2 separate regions of the Mus musculus genome follow, and region 2 is linked to region 1. Evidence: chromatin contacts called from public Hi-C data. All regions are on one chromosome and are shown on one strand. Each heading gives the region's core, a stretch centred on a gene start, on an enhancer-like site or on the middle of the called end of the contact. The rest is flanking DNA. Distances are from core to core; before and after follow the strand shown.

Region 1 (6,318 bases), core at 977-3,476:
CCTTCCCTTAGTTCAAGAACTTGTCTCATGGTTTTGTGTTCTGTATTGTACAAAGTTAGAACTGTCAAGAATGCAGAGTTCCTCAAGAGCATGTTGATCTTGATCCCTCCCTCCTGTGGTCCTATTGTTTGCTCCTGTCATGGTCCCTGGGCAGCAAGCCTTACTGACTGTGTCGTGTTAGAGTTCTGACTTTCTATGCCCTTTGCAAATGACTATACCCTTTCCTTGATACAACCTCCCCTCCATTCTTGCCATCCACATTCCTCCCTATTCACTGTTAGCCTCACAGAATCTGTGTGCTGTTGCTTCCCTAGACTCTGCCGTTCCATCCTTGGATATTAAACCCAAGGCTTATAGGAGCAGTTCCAATGCCCTGCTATAAAACGGCCACTAAAACTTTTAGTTGTTTTACAATTAGCCATACTCATTTTAAGAAATACTTTCTAATGTATTTGAAAACTACAAATATAAAATTCAATATATGTATACTTCTTGTTTTCAGAGCATCACGGGAAGCATATGGAAGACAAATAGAAGTCATGGCTAAAAATCGGCAAAGAGAAATTCAGAGATGGTAATGTGTGCATATGTGTGTTTGTGTCAGTAGTATATGTTACAAATAATTCCAATAGAATTAATATCCTGGGGCTGGCAAGATGGCTCAGCGGGTAAGAGCACTCACTGACTGCTCTTTCAAAGGTCCTGAGTTCAATTCCCAGCAACCATATGGCTCACAATCACCTGTAATGAGATCTGATGCCCTCTTCTGGTGCATCTGAAGACAGCTACAGTGTACTATGTATAATAATAAATAAATCTTTGGGCCAGAGCAAGCAGAGACTGAGCCTACTGGAGTGAGAGGGGTCAAGAGAGGGGCCAACCGAAGTGAGCAGAGGTCCTAAAAATTCAATTCCCAACAACCACATGAAAGCTCACAACCATCTGTACACCTATAGTGTACTCACATATGTAAAATAAATAAATGAACCTTTAAAAAAAAAGAATTACTATCCTATGTTAAATTTTATATAAATTCACTCTGATCTAGATGTGTTAGATTGTTTTGGATCTTGGTGGTTGTTGTTGTTGTTGTTGTTGTTGTTGTTGTTGTTGTTGTTTTGTATCCCATCCCGCGGGATTCAGTTATTCATGAGTGTGAGGGGGACCGCAAACCTGGAAGGAAATGGGAGGAAGGGGAAGGAAAGCAGGAGACCAAGAAGATGGTACCTATCAAGGTCTCATTTATTAGGCTGAGGTGCCTTGTTTTAAAGCATACATCGTGGGGAATAGGGAGGGGTTGAGGGGGAATTTTACAAAGAACAAAGAAGTGGGCATCTGCTGACATGGGGACCGAAGTCAGGTGCCAGGCAGCGGGCACTCTGCATCTTATCTCCGGAACATAGATCCTCCTTGACAGCCTTGGGTGTCAGGCCGGGCTCAGGCGTAACTCATGTCCTTGGATGGCATGGGAGTTCAGGAAGAGATAGGGAAGAGGGGACTATAATTCAGCTTTTACAGCTTCAGGTGCTAGGAAGGGAATAGGGAGGAGGGAGTGATAACCAGCTCCTAGCACGAGGTCATTTGGCCTGTCAGGGAGATTGTGAAGGGCTCGCTTTCTCACGGGATGGTCTCTGACAGTTTTGGTTTTTCATTGAAAAAGAAACAAACAAAAAACCCAGAGTTTCCCATCTCAATTGAGGGAAATCATCAAAGATTAAGATTGCCATTATTGGTACAATGTTTGCTGTCCATCCAGACTTCTGTGCCAATTTATAGTAAGGGTAATATGAGGAACAATAGTTAGGGTCACAGACTTTCATGTGGACCACTCTTCCTTAGTAGTCCTAACAGTGGCTTGGTTAATCTCTTCTCATTACTCCCACAGTGAAGCTGGTAATGATGGTGGTCCCCTCCATCAAAAGTATGTAGATCAATGTACCCAGTAAGCAGTCCCTAGCCCTTAGATATATGCTATTAATATTGTTACTATTAATGTTATAATTTATAAAATTCAAATTGTACATCTATACCATTCTTCAAAGATACAGCTGTGGTAGAGAGAAAAGTTTGAGAATCTAAAATCTTAAAGTTTCTCATTTGCACTTTGGGCGGTTCCATGACTATTTCTGCCCATGCCGCTCCTTTCTCTGCCTTCCCTGGAGACTGCCTCGTTTCCTTCCTCCCAGTGTGGTTTCTGCACTGTGCTGTTGGGCATCAGACACACCACTCACTCAGACAGTGCTTACAGTGCGGAGGCAACACGCGTTCTGCCTTCTGACTCAGTTAGCATCTACGGTGTAGTTCGCTTGACGGCCCACGGGATGCTGTAAAATTGTGGTTGGACTGGTTTTGCTTTGTGTTTTGGGGAAACCACTGTGCCAATATAATTAATGGTCATTCTATTCTGTTTCCATCTCTAGTGTCATAAATCAGTGGAGAATATTCTGTACGAGAAAAAGACACGCACATTGGCTACAGAAGATAAAGCTGTCCTTGAAAAAAATTATAATTCAAATTGAGATTGTAGAGCAAAAGCGATTTCAATTGCTTGAAGAGGTAAGGGAACAGAAAGTGTTTAGAATTATGCTAATCCCCGACACAGAAATGAGTCACACCCATTTCAATACTGAAGTAAACCTTATTTTACTAAAAGATATTTTCCTTTCTCCTGATTTGATGGTTAGAGTGGATTTTTTTTTCTTTCTTCAGAGATCTATCCATTTAGTGTGTGTTAACTGGAGATGTTTAGATCTTTTTATTTCATTACATTTATTTATTTATTTATTTATTTATTTATTTATTTATTTATGTGTGTATGAACATATGCTGGAGCGAAGGGTAGAGGACAACTTCAAGGGATTGGCTTTCTCCTTCCACCATTTAAGTCCCAGAAATAAAACTCAAGTCACCAGGCATGGGGGCAAGAGTGCCTACCTGTGAAACCATCTAGCTGGTCCAAGAGATTAAGGAAATGAAGGACTAGTGCTCTAGGTGTGTGTCTTTGAGGCATGGAAGCAGGTCCTTGCTTCCCAAGCATCCTTCACCACTCCCATACGTACCCTTTGGATACAGCGGCTAATCCCTTTAGATACAAATTGGTGGGCAACAAAGCACTGGAGGAAAAAGATCACCCTCCTTAGTGCCTGCTGAGACATCCCACAGTTTATCAGGCCATTTAGAAATGTAAGACTAACCACGACACAAGCAATGACAGATCCCATTTCCCTCTGACTAGACGAAGCATAGAAAGAAGGAGATTAATCATTTTGTGCACCTAATTGAAACACTTAAGGAGCAGCTAGCGCAAGACAAGAAGGACTATGTCAAAAAAGAAGAAAGGTTAATCGAAGAACTAGGCACCTATGAGGTAAGCGTTGGTTTGTGTGCGTGGATGCTTTTGGAGGATTCTGTGAGGGAAGGAGAGACACTGTGTGTGACCATGATCGTGCAAATGTAAACTAAACCTTCCGGTATGAGCCAAGGCAAGACCACAGTCCGTTTCACATGTTTCTCCTTTTTCTGAAAAAGAAACAGAAATAGGATACTTTTTTTTTTCTGAGTTAAAAGCAAAACAAAACCCACCCACATGTACTTCAAATGTTGCCAAGCAACAGACAATTCTCCCAGCTAGGAGGGGGCAGTTGTTTAGAAAGCCTGTGGGAACTGTCCTGATAAAGCAAGGAGCAGGTCAGAGAGGAGATCTCAGAACCCCTTAAGAATTTTCAAAAGCCTCTAGCTGCATATGTATCAAAAGATGGCCTAGTCGGCCATCACTGGAAAGAGAGGCCCATTGGACACGCAAACTTTATATGCCCCAGTACAGGGGAACACCAGGGCCAAAAAGGGGGAGTGGGTGGGTAGGGGAGTGGGGGTGGGTGGGTATGGGGGACTTTCGATATAGCATTGGAAATGTAAATGAGCTAAATACCTAATAAAAAATGGGGAAAAAAAGAAAAAAAAAAGAAATATGAATAACACACACACACACACACAAAAAAGAATTTTCAAAAGCCAACCCGGGGTAAACTAAGAGATATTAAAGAAAGTAGAGACAACAGACATTGAACACATCCAGGCAAGCTTCCAGACGCTGTGGACTGACTGCACACATGCCCCCAGACTGCCTCCCACCCCACTCCTCCCATCCAGGTAAGGGCGCATGTATGATTCTCAAGACAGATGTAACTTTCCTCCAAACTGTGGTGGACCTGCTTTCTAACTGTTGGCGAAGCTCTACATACTACACTGACATTTGTTTTGCTTTTAATTTACAGTGGGCTGGATATTATATTATTTATTTTTCTACTGCTGTGATAAAATACCACGACTGTGGTAACTTATAAAAGGAAAGTTTAATTAGCTCTCAATTCCTGGGAAGGGGGTGGGGGGACTCCATTCTGGGGGAAGGCGTGGCAACCAGTGAGAGGCAGGAGCGCAGAGGCAGGGAGTTGAGAGGCAACCTCTCGGGCCAAAAGCAGGAAGCAGAAAGAACAAGCAGAAAGTAGGGCAAGGCTAAGGTAAGATCTCAAAGCCTGTCCCAGTGATAAACTTCCTGAAGAAAGCTATTCCTAAACCTCTCAATTCACACTGGGGACCAAGGACTCCGAAGCCCAAGACTGTGGGGGACATTTTCATTCAAACTACCAGAAATATATTAATTAGTTTTCCTTTACTGTGGTGAATACATAAGAGAAGGACTTAAAAGAAAGAAATAATAATAATAATAAAAATTGCTTATGGTTTCAGAAGTTCAAGTCCATGGCTTATTCCATTGTTATAAGCTTGTGATGAGGCAGACTAACATGGCCTCAAGAGCCTGCGTAGAACAAAGTCGAATATGTCCTTGTCTTAGTCAGGGTTTCTATTCCTGGACAAAACATCATGACCAAGAAGCAAGTTGGGGAGGAAAGGGTTTATTCAGCTTACATTTCCACATTGTTGTTCATCACTGAAAGAAGTCGGGACTGGAACTCAAGCAGGTCAGGGAGCAGGAGCTGATGCAGAGGCCATGGAGGGACGTTCTTTACTGGCTTGCTTCCCCTGGCTTGCTCAGCCTGTTCTCTTATAGAACCAAGACTGCCAGCCCAGAGATGGTCCCACCCACAAGGGGCCTTTCCCCCTTGATCACTAATTGATAAAATGCCTGACAGTTGTATCTCATGGAGGCATTTCCTCAACTGAAGCTCCTTTCTCTGTGGTAACTCCAGCTGTGTCAAGTTGACACAAAACTAGCCAATACAATTGACCCCTTGTCAACTTGACACACAAACACAGCACTAGTAAGCCTCAACCCTTACATTCCTATTCATCCCCAAGGTCTAAATAACTTTAAACATCCCATAGTCTTTACATATTCTTAAAATTTCAATCTCTTTAAAATATCCATCTCTTTTAAAAATCCAAAGTCTTTTTACAATTAAAAGTCTCTTAACTGTGGGCTCCACTAAAATAGTTTTTTCCTTCAAGAGGGAAAATATCAGGGTACAGTCACAATCAAAAGCAAAAATTAATCTCCAACCATCCAATGTCTGGGATCCAACTCACGATCTTCTGGGCTCCCCCAAGGGCTTGGGTCACTTCTCCAGCCATGCCCTTTCTAGCACATGTGTCGTCCTCTAGGCTCCAGATGCCTGTACTCCACTGCTACTGCTGTTCTTGGTGGTCATCTCATGGTACTGGTATCTCCAAAACACTGCATGACCCCTTCAGTCCTGGGCCATCAATTGCAACTGAGGCTGCACCTTCACCAATGTCCTTCCATGGCCTCTCACAGTGCCGAGCCTCAGCTGCTCTGTGTGACCCCTTCATGCCTTCAAAACCAGTACCACCTGGGTGACCCTTACACATTACCAAGTCCCACTGCAGCAGGAGTACAACCTTGGCTATCTCTGGAACACAGCCTCTTTGTGCTTTCAGAAAACACTTCCCAGAAGATTTCACCTCAACGATGCTGGTCTCTTCTTAATCACCGCTAATTTCTTAGCTCTAGCTAACCAGCATCAATAGTCCCAGTAATGCAAAGTTTTTGCTTTAGTAGTTCTGGTATCTTGTTAATCACAGCTGATTCTTCAGCCCCAGCTAACCAGAACTACAGAATCTTCACAATCAAAGCAGCAATGGCCCTGAAAAGAGTCTTTAATTTTTCCCTCTGAAATTTCACAACCCAGGCCTCCATCCTCTGCACTGTTCTCAACATTATCTTCCAAGCTCCTACACAACATTCAACAGAGCTCTTAACACTGGATGGATCTTCTGGCCCAAAGTTCCAAAGTCCTTCCACAGTCTTCCTCAAAACATGGCCAGGTTGTCACAGGAATA
Region 2 (6,318 bases), core at 986-3,485, 84 kb before region 1:
TCCTTCAGACAGACTCACTTCTCGAAAGGATCAGACTCCATCAACATTAACTCCATTTAGTAATCAGATAATTATGTAGCAGAGCCCAGGTGGCGGTCAGAATTAGGCGCCTCAGTCAACGACGTATGATAACAAAACTGTAGGAAGAGCCGTTATTTCTGCGTCCTTCTGCCCTGATAGCCCAGGCCTGCAGCTGCCATCCTCTCTCCATGCACAGAACATTTTGACTTTCCCTGAGCCCCGACCCAACACACACACACACACACACACACACACACACACAGAGAGAGAGAGAGAGAGAGAGAGAGAGGGAGAGAGAGAGAGAGAGAGAACTCTGTGGGGTTCCATTCTCAGTTTGGAGATGTGGCAATTCTCAGCTCATTTTATAATGCCCCAAAACATCCTCTCAGACCCCTGTGTCTCCAACGTAATGAAGATAAGTAGATGAAGAATGAAACAGTCGTTGTTCAATGTACAGAAATGGCAGAATGGCATAGAACAGAAAGTGCTGGTACTAAAGTCAAGAGTCAATTCAAAGGCAAAAGACTGGAGAGATCCAAAACAAGCTTATAGCATTAGAATTTCTAGAGTTGATGACCTATAATTTACATTTCAATGAAGCCCCCAGGTAACTCTTGGGAAACTAGAACTATGTTTAAAAATTATAGCTCCAGAAAACCTGAATGGGAATTTGGCAGCTGGAACTAGAAGTTTTGGGCTGAAATTATACAATATTCAGTTAGATAATCTTGAAGAAATCTTATGAGTGAGGGTGGGGGTAGGGTGAGGGCTGGACACTTAGTTCTAGAGACTATTACCTGTGTTGCTATGGTGAAGGGAGAAGGCATGAAGAAGATGGTTGAGTCCAACGCAACAGGAGTCCTCAGCCTGTTGGTATAAATTATAAAGGAATATCCATGAGGTGATGTGGATGCTACAAGAGAGCTGTATGTAATTCTAGAGTTGGAGCACTGAGGAAGCAGCAGCTCTGAGAGTGGATCCTGGAAAGCCCGTAGGTAGGGCGCCATTTGGCACAGGCCCTGAAGCAGGGATAAGCATTCATGTAGAGGGTAATAGGGAGAAAGACACTGCAAGAGGAGAAAATGACCTAAGCACATAGAAAGGCACAAAAATTATCCTGTTCAGGAAGTGCGCTAGCCACTGTCCTGCAGCCCAAATGGGAGGCAAGAATACAGATGGCAAGGCTGATGCCAGGAGACGAGCACTCACGGGATGGCCCCTGGTGTTTCCAACCAGGGAGCTGATGTCATTGTGATTGCACTGTGTGGAAATGGTTTAGTGACAGTCTCCTGAGAGATTTGGAGGGGAGAGTCTAAAAGCGTGCCTGTCAACTCAGAGGCTATCACAATGCAAAATAAATATACATATGCATCCATATATAGTCTAATTGTTAGATTATAGTTGAGAATCAAAGCTTTGAAAACAACATGTCACTCATGAGAACAGGGCTCCTATAATAGAAATTAAATCAGGTTGGCTGCATTTCCTGGTAGCCAAAGCAAAAAGAGAAACTGGGTAAGTTATAAAAAACCAGAGTTCATCAGTAGCCTGTGTTGCCCAGCACTAGAGTCTAAGAAAAATTTCTTAGGATCTTCCACCAACCTCAAATGTTGCCTCCAGATCAAGGGTTCCACACTTGTGTCTTCCCCCCTGCCCTCCTGTGCCAAGACTCATCTTTACTTCCCGATTATCAGATGGCTCTCCCTTGCATGCCCCATAGACATTTCAGACCCACATGGCCAAGTATCGTGCTGTTAGATCTCAGAGTCTGGTTGCCATCTGTCCTCGACATCTTGATAAATGCCTATTTATCATGCTACCCATTACTCTGGCTGCAAGGCAAGGGGTCTACCTCCAGCCCCTTCTCCAACTGAGATCTCAAGACCATTCACCTGGCTGTTTCGTGTCTACCACGTGGTCCTGCCCGTCACCATCTGACACCTTACTTCTGTAGCTTGTTCTCCGGCCAGGATCGCTTCTGCTCCCATCTCCCTCTTTGTTTTCCACACTGGGATCATCGTGATTCTTTAAAGAAAACGAATCAGGCTGCATCATCCCGTTCCCTGCTTTATCAATGGCTTCCTGTCACCCAGAATAGAATTTAAACCCTTTGCCATACTCCCTAAGTTCTAACACCGTTGGGCAGGAAGCTGGAGGCAGGAGCTTTTCAGACCTGCCCCTTCAACGTCTAAGCTCCTTCCAGGCCTCTGTACTCTGCCTTCTCCGCCTGAAGCCTCCAGATCTCTGTCGGCTGGCTCCTGCCTGTGTTTTAGGCATCTGTTTCTTAGCTCATTATTTCTAAAGTGGGCTCCACCCACTTCCCCACCACTCCCCCTCCCTTCCTATCCCGTTGCCTTGTATTGTTTTATAGCATTTGTCACCATCTGAACATCCTGTCCCCTTGTTTACTTCACTCTCTCCCATCCCTATGAGGAGGAAAACTCTGCAGAAGTCCCTGGTCTCTCTAAATTCTAGAACGTTGAAGGTTGCCTAGTGCATAGGGAGGTGACAATCCTAGTCTGCAAGCTGAACTATTAAGGCTCCAGATCAATAAACAAAAGCTCCTAGAATCCTAAAATGATAGCAGATACCCCAGGACAATGGCTGCAGTACAGAATGTTAGGAGCCTTGACAATATCTGGTCCCCCACATGTTCAAGATGATTTTCTAGAGAGGGATCTCAGTCAGGACATCTTTGGCTGCCCAGGAGTAAGAACCATGTTAAAATAAACCAGGCACTGTGGTGAGCACTTAGAATCCTGGTGCCAGCGTGGCAAAGCCAGGCCCATTCTTGGGATTCAACAGCCAACCCAGCCAACCCAGCACACCTCAGGCCAGCGACAGATCTGGTCTCAAAAGACAAGGTGGAAAGCAACTCAAGAACGTCACCAGAAATTGGCCTCTTGTCTCAGCACACACGCACACATCCCCACTCACATATATACCTGTGCACACAGACACAGACGCACACTCGCACAAGACCTTCTAAGCTGTGAGAGAGGTTCATTCGATGAATGAATAGCAGTATCTGGAACTAGGACCCAGGCTTAGTACCACTGCTGGATATTTTGTGATAGGAGGGGTATTAGGTGAAGAAATTCCTCTGCCAGGACACACCTCAGTTTAATTTTGACTCCTGGTATAGCCATTGCACCCTCTTTCAGAAGTGCCCAGGACTAAGTAGCCAGTGGTGACTATCACAATCTCTGTAGCTGTGAAAGAAGCCACTTTGGCCATCCCATCTACCAAAAAGCTGAGCTAGAGAATGCAGCTCTCTTGTCTGGGCCCCATTCAACGTTCTGTTCCTTCTCATTGCTTTATAAGTGTTTCTAGGATACTCCTGCTGTTTAACTACTCAAGTCAGTAAAGCCACATTATGACCACGCAAAGTGGTTTCATGGGTACCATTTGCAATGTAACCCTTTGACTTTTACCTTTGTAGGATCCAGGCTAAAATCCCCGGCGCCAAGAGGCACGCTGAGTAGATGGTCACCCCAGGAGAAGCCGGACATGAGTGGGGGTGTCTGGAGTGGTAACAGCTCTCTCCTTCCTCGTTACTGCAAATTGATTGTTTCCCTTTCCTGGTACCATAATCTTAGAGGCAAACTTTGAGACAGGTGTTTTGAGGCTCTTCCTGTACTCTTAGGATATATGAGCCGCCCCCTCCCCACCCCCGTGTCAAGCACTAAAGTATAGAGTGTGTTAGATGTGGTTTTTGATTTCGTGTTGCTAAAAAAAAAAAAAGAAAAGAAAAGAAAAAAAGTGCATGATGGTGAGAGCCCACGTTCTCCCTCCTCCCTCGATGTCCTCCCCTCTGCAACGCTTCTGTAGCTTCTACTGTCCCTGTGGCTAGGCCTTTCTTGCCAAGTGCGCTGACACATAGTGGATCGCTTATCATGTCCTTGGGTTGCTGGATGGATTCATCTCTAATAACACTATATAGAATTGTAGGCCAATGTTTTAGCATTTCCCCACACACAGAGAACATAAAAATTAATATAAAACAGTTGACCGTACATATGGTGATCCATTTTGTATAACTTAGAATGATCGAATTAAAGAATAAATCCAAAATGAACGCACAGTACTTTTCTCCTATGGGATGCCTGGGCTGATTTACATGTATGGTAACTAAAGGTGCCAGCATGTTGACTTTATTACAATTTGTATTACTTCCTCTGTAGTTCCTAATGGACTCAATCACAGACTCTGGATATTTGCACTTATGTACTTGATACTGAATGCATCAATAAATGTGACTAAATGTAGACATTTCTCTCTGTCTTTAATGATCTTACTGGAAAATGAAAAAAACAGAAAAGTCTTAAAGAGGAAGTCACTTGAGGAGGAGCCACAAGGACTGAGGTCAAGTGTTCAACGTGCTCCCATCTCCAGAACCGCAGGGTCCAGCCCCAGCCTGGGTTACAGCTTCATTGTGTTAATACTAGAAATCACCACAGAAAGGCTATTTCATATTGTACTCTGATGGATCAGCGTGGATATTTTGCAGTTTCTAAAAGTGGTATGAGTCCTTATGTAAACATTTATCATCTTATAAAATACTGGCATAAAACCATTGCAGGCATCACGAACTCTTCCCGTTGACAAGTACCCTTTGAGATCCTGCTGTGTACAGAACAGAATAAATAGGGCACTGGGTCAAAGTCCACAGAGTTCCTGTACCCACCATGCTAAATTTCCCTGTGATAGACCTCTTGTAAAAAAATTATTTGCACTTTTGAGGGAGTGGGGGTAGGGTTCCATGTAGTCCAGGCTATCATCACTCTATTATGTAGCCTCAGATAACCTTGAATTCCTGATCCTTTGGCGTCTACTGTCCAATTGCTCACATTCCACATGAGTGGCCCTGTGGCTGGTTTATGTGGTACTGGGAAGCAGAACCCATGCGTGCTAGGCAAACCCTCTCCTGGGCTTCATCTTCAGTCCTCCCTTTATCCCGTTCTACTTCCTGGGTAGACTCTGAAGTCAGAGAGGAAGAGATAGGAAAGAAGTAGTTGAAATGGCTGTCAATGGGAGGAAAAAAAATCTTCCCTCAGGCATTACAGTTAGGTCTAATTACTTATTTATTTGGCAAAGTGGCATGAAAACAGCAAGGACATCTTGACATTGTGGGAACAGCCATGAAGCTGGCCTCTCGGTTGGGGGTAGAAGGACAGTGCTTATGTGCAAGTACTAACTACCCAAAGGATACTGTGAAACCAGAGCTGCCGTTCAAGCTCCAGCCCAGAGAAAGATACTCAGGGAAGCTGAACTGTGTGGCTGAGTTCTGAGCTTCAGCAGGATTAAGGAAGAACCAAGACAAGGAAGAATATGGCATATGTAGAAAATGGTCAACAGTAAGCCAAGCTGGGTGGGTGGGGCTTGTAGGAATGGCAATGCCAAGTCAATTCTTTCACTGAAAGTGATGGAGGATTTGGGGCTTTAGGCTTTAATTCTGGGTCACATAAACACAATGGGGTTGCTGGGCACTGGAGATTGATATAGGGGATCACTGTCACAGGAGTCTAACACAAACAGGTATCAGTGGAGCCATGGTGACAAAGGAAAGAAGGCATCCAGCATTCAGCTTTCTCCTGACTAACATGTCAATCACCCACATGGGTAGGGGAGTACCTAAGAGATAATGCGGAGGATGATTGGACGGAAGATGGTGATTGATTTGATGTAGAGCTTCAAGACCAAAGTTTGCCTTGAGAATGGCTGCCTGCTTGTATTTCACAACCTAGGCAATTTGCTGTCCTCTCTCTAACCCCAGAGCTTTATAAAGCCAGTTGAGTAAGAGAATGCACCGTTTTCCACCTGAAGAGCCCAGAAGAACTGGATTGGGAAAGGAAGATAATAAGCCTAAATTGGTGCCTGATTCTTGGTTTGTTTGTTTGTTTGTTTGTTTGTTTGTTTGTTTTTTAATGTTTAACGATACAGAATAAGAGTTAATGGGCTAAGCTCGTAGAGCCCGGTCACACATCATATGTTTACCTGTTGAGGGCCTGGCCTCAATATCCAACACCCAAAGGAAAAAATAGAATATACTCTAAATAAAAGGTTGTATTGTTTCCGTAGGTTACCAATGTCAAGCCTTTGAGAACACAGTTTCAAAGTCTTAGGTTGTAGATTCTAGGTGGTTTTATTGTACAGAACTGACCATCAATATCACTGGTCACGGGATTTCATTTTTCCAGTTGGTCTAGAATTCCTTTCCCACCTCACTGAGAGGATCTAATTAAGCGGTGCATTTGGTAGCTGTGGTGAAGATGCCTGAGAGGAAAGAATCAGGCT

What was found. Hi-C and Micro-C count contacts between places; a contact is called where the count stands out from the background.
Region 2: a Hi-C map of cerebral cortex shows a contact between it and region 1, with 1.9 times the contacts expected there. The contact joins two enhancer-like sites. A contact is called at or near these places in 6 of 39 promoter capture datasets (the 3T3-L1 cell line, 3T3-L1-derived adipocytes, cranial neural crest and 2 more), 5 of 484 Hi-C or Micro-C datasets (the 63-12 cell line, cerebral cortex, embryonic somatosensory cortex and 2 more), 6 of 115 datasets of contacts at active chromatin or transcription factors (embryonic forebrain, embryonic stem cells, neural progenitor cells and 1 more) and 1 of 9 other capture datasets (embryonic stem cells).

What each region holds. Positions count from the first base shown.
Region 1 is chr12:72,125,324-72,131,641 of GRCm38.p6, reverse strand. It overlaps Ccdc175 (coiled-coil domain containing 175), which reads left to right. Exons shown (of 21, transcript NM_028687.1): 11 at 503-574; 12 at 2,421-2,556; 13 at 3,236-3,367. Among named protein-coding and RNA genes, the nearest start is that of Jkamp, 43 kb to the right of the region's middle. Within about 2 kb of position 2,226, at least 5 of the 459 cell types and tissues checked have an H3K27ac peak or open chromatin away from gene starts, as enhancers often do. A contact at or near this core is called in cerebral cortex, where this site is marked.
Region 2 is chr12:72,209,723-72,216,040 of GRCm38.p6, reverse strand. Rtn1 (reticulon 1) reads left to right here. Exons shown (of 9, transcript NM_153457.7): 9 at 3,464-4,292. The coding sequence ends at 3,506. Among named protein-coding and RNA genes, the nearest start is that of Ccdc175, 28 kb to the right of the region's middle. Within about 2 kb of position 2,235, at least 9 of the 459 cell types and tissues checked have an H3K27ac peak or open chromatin away from gene starts, as enhancers often do. A contact at or near this core is called in cerebral cortex, where this site is marked.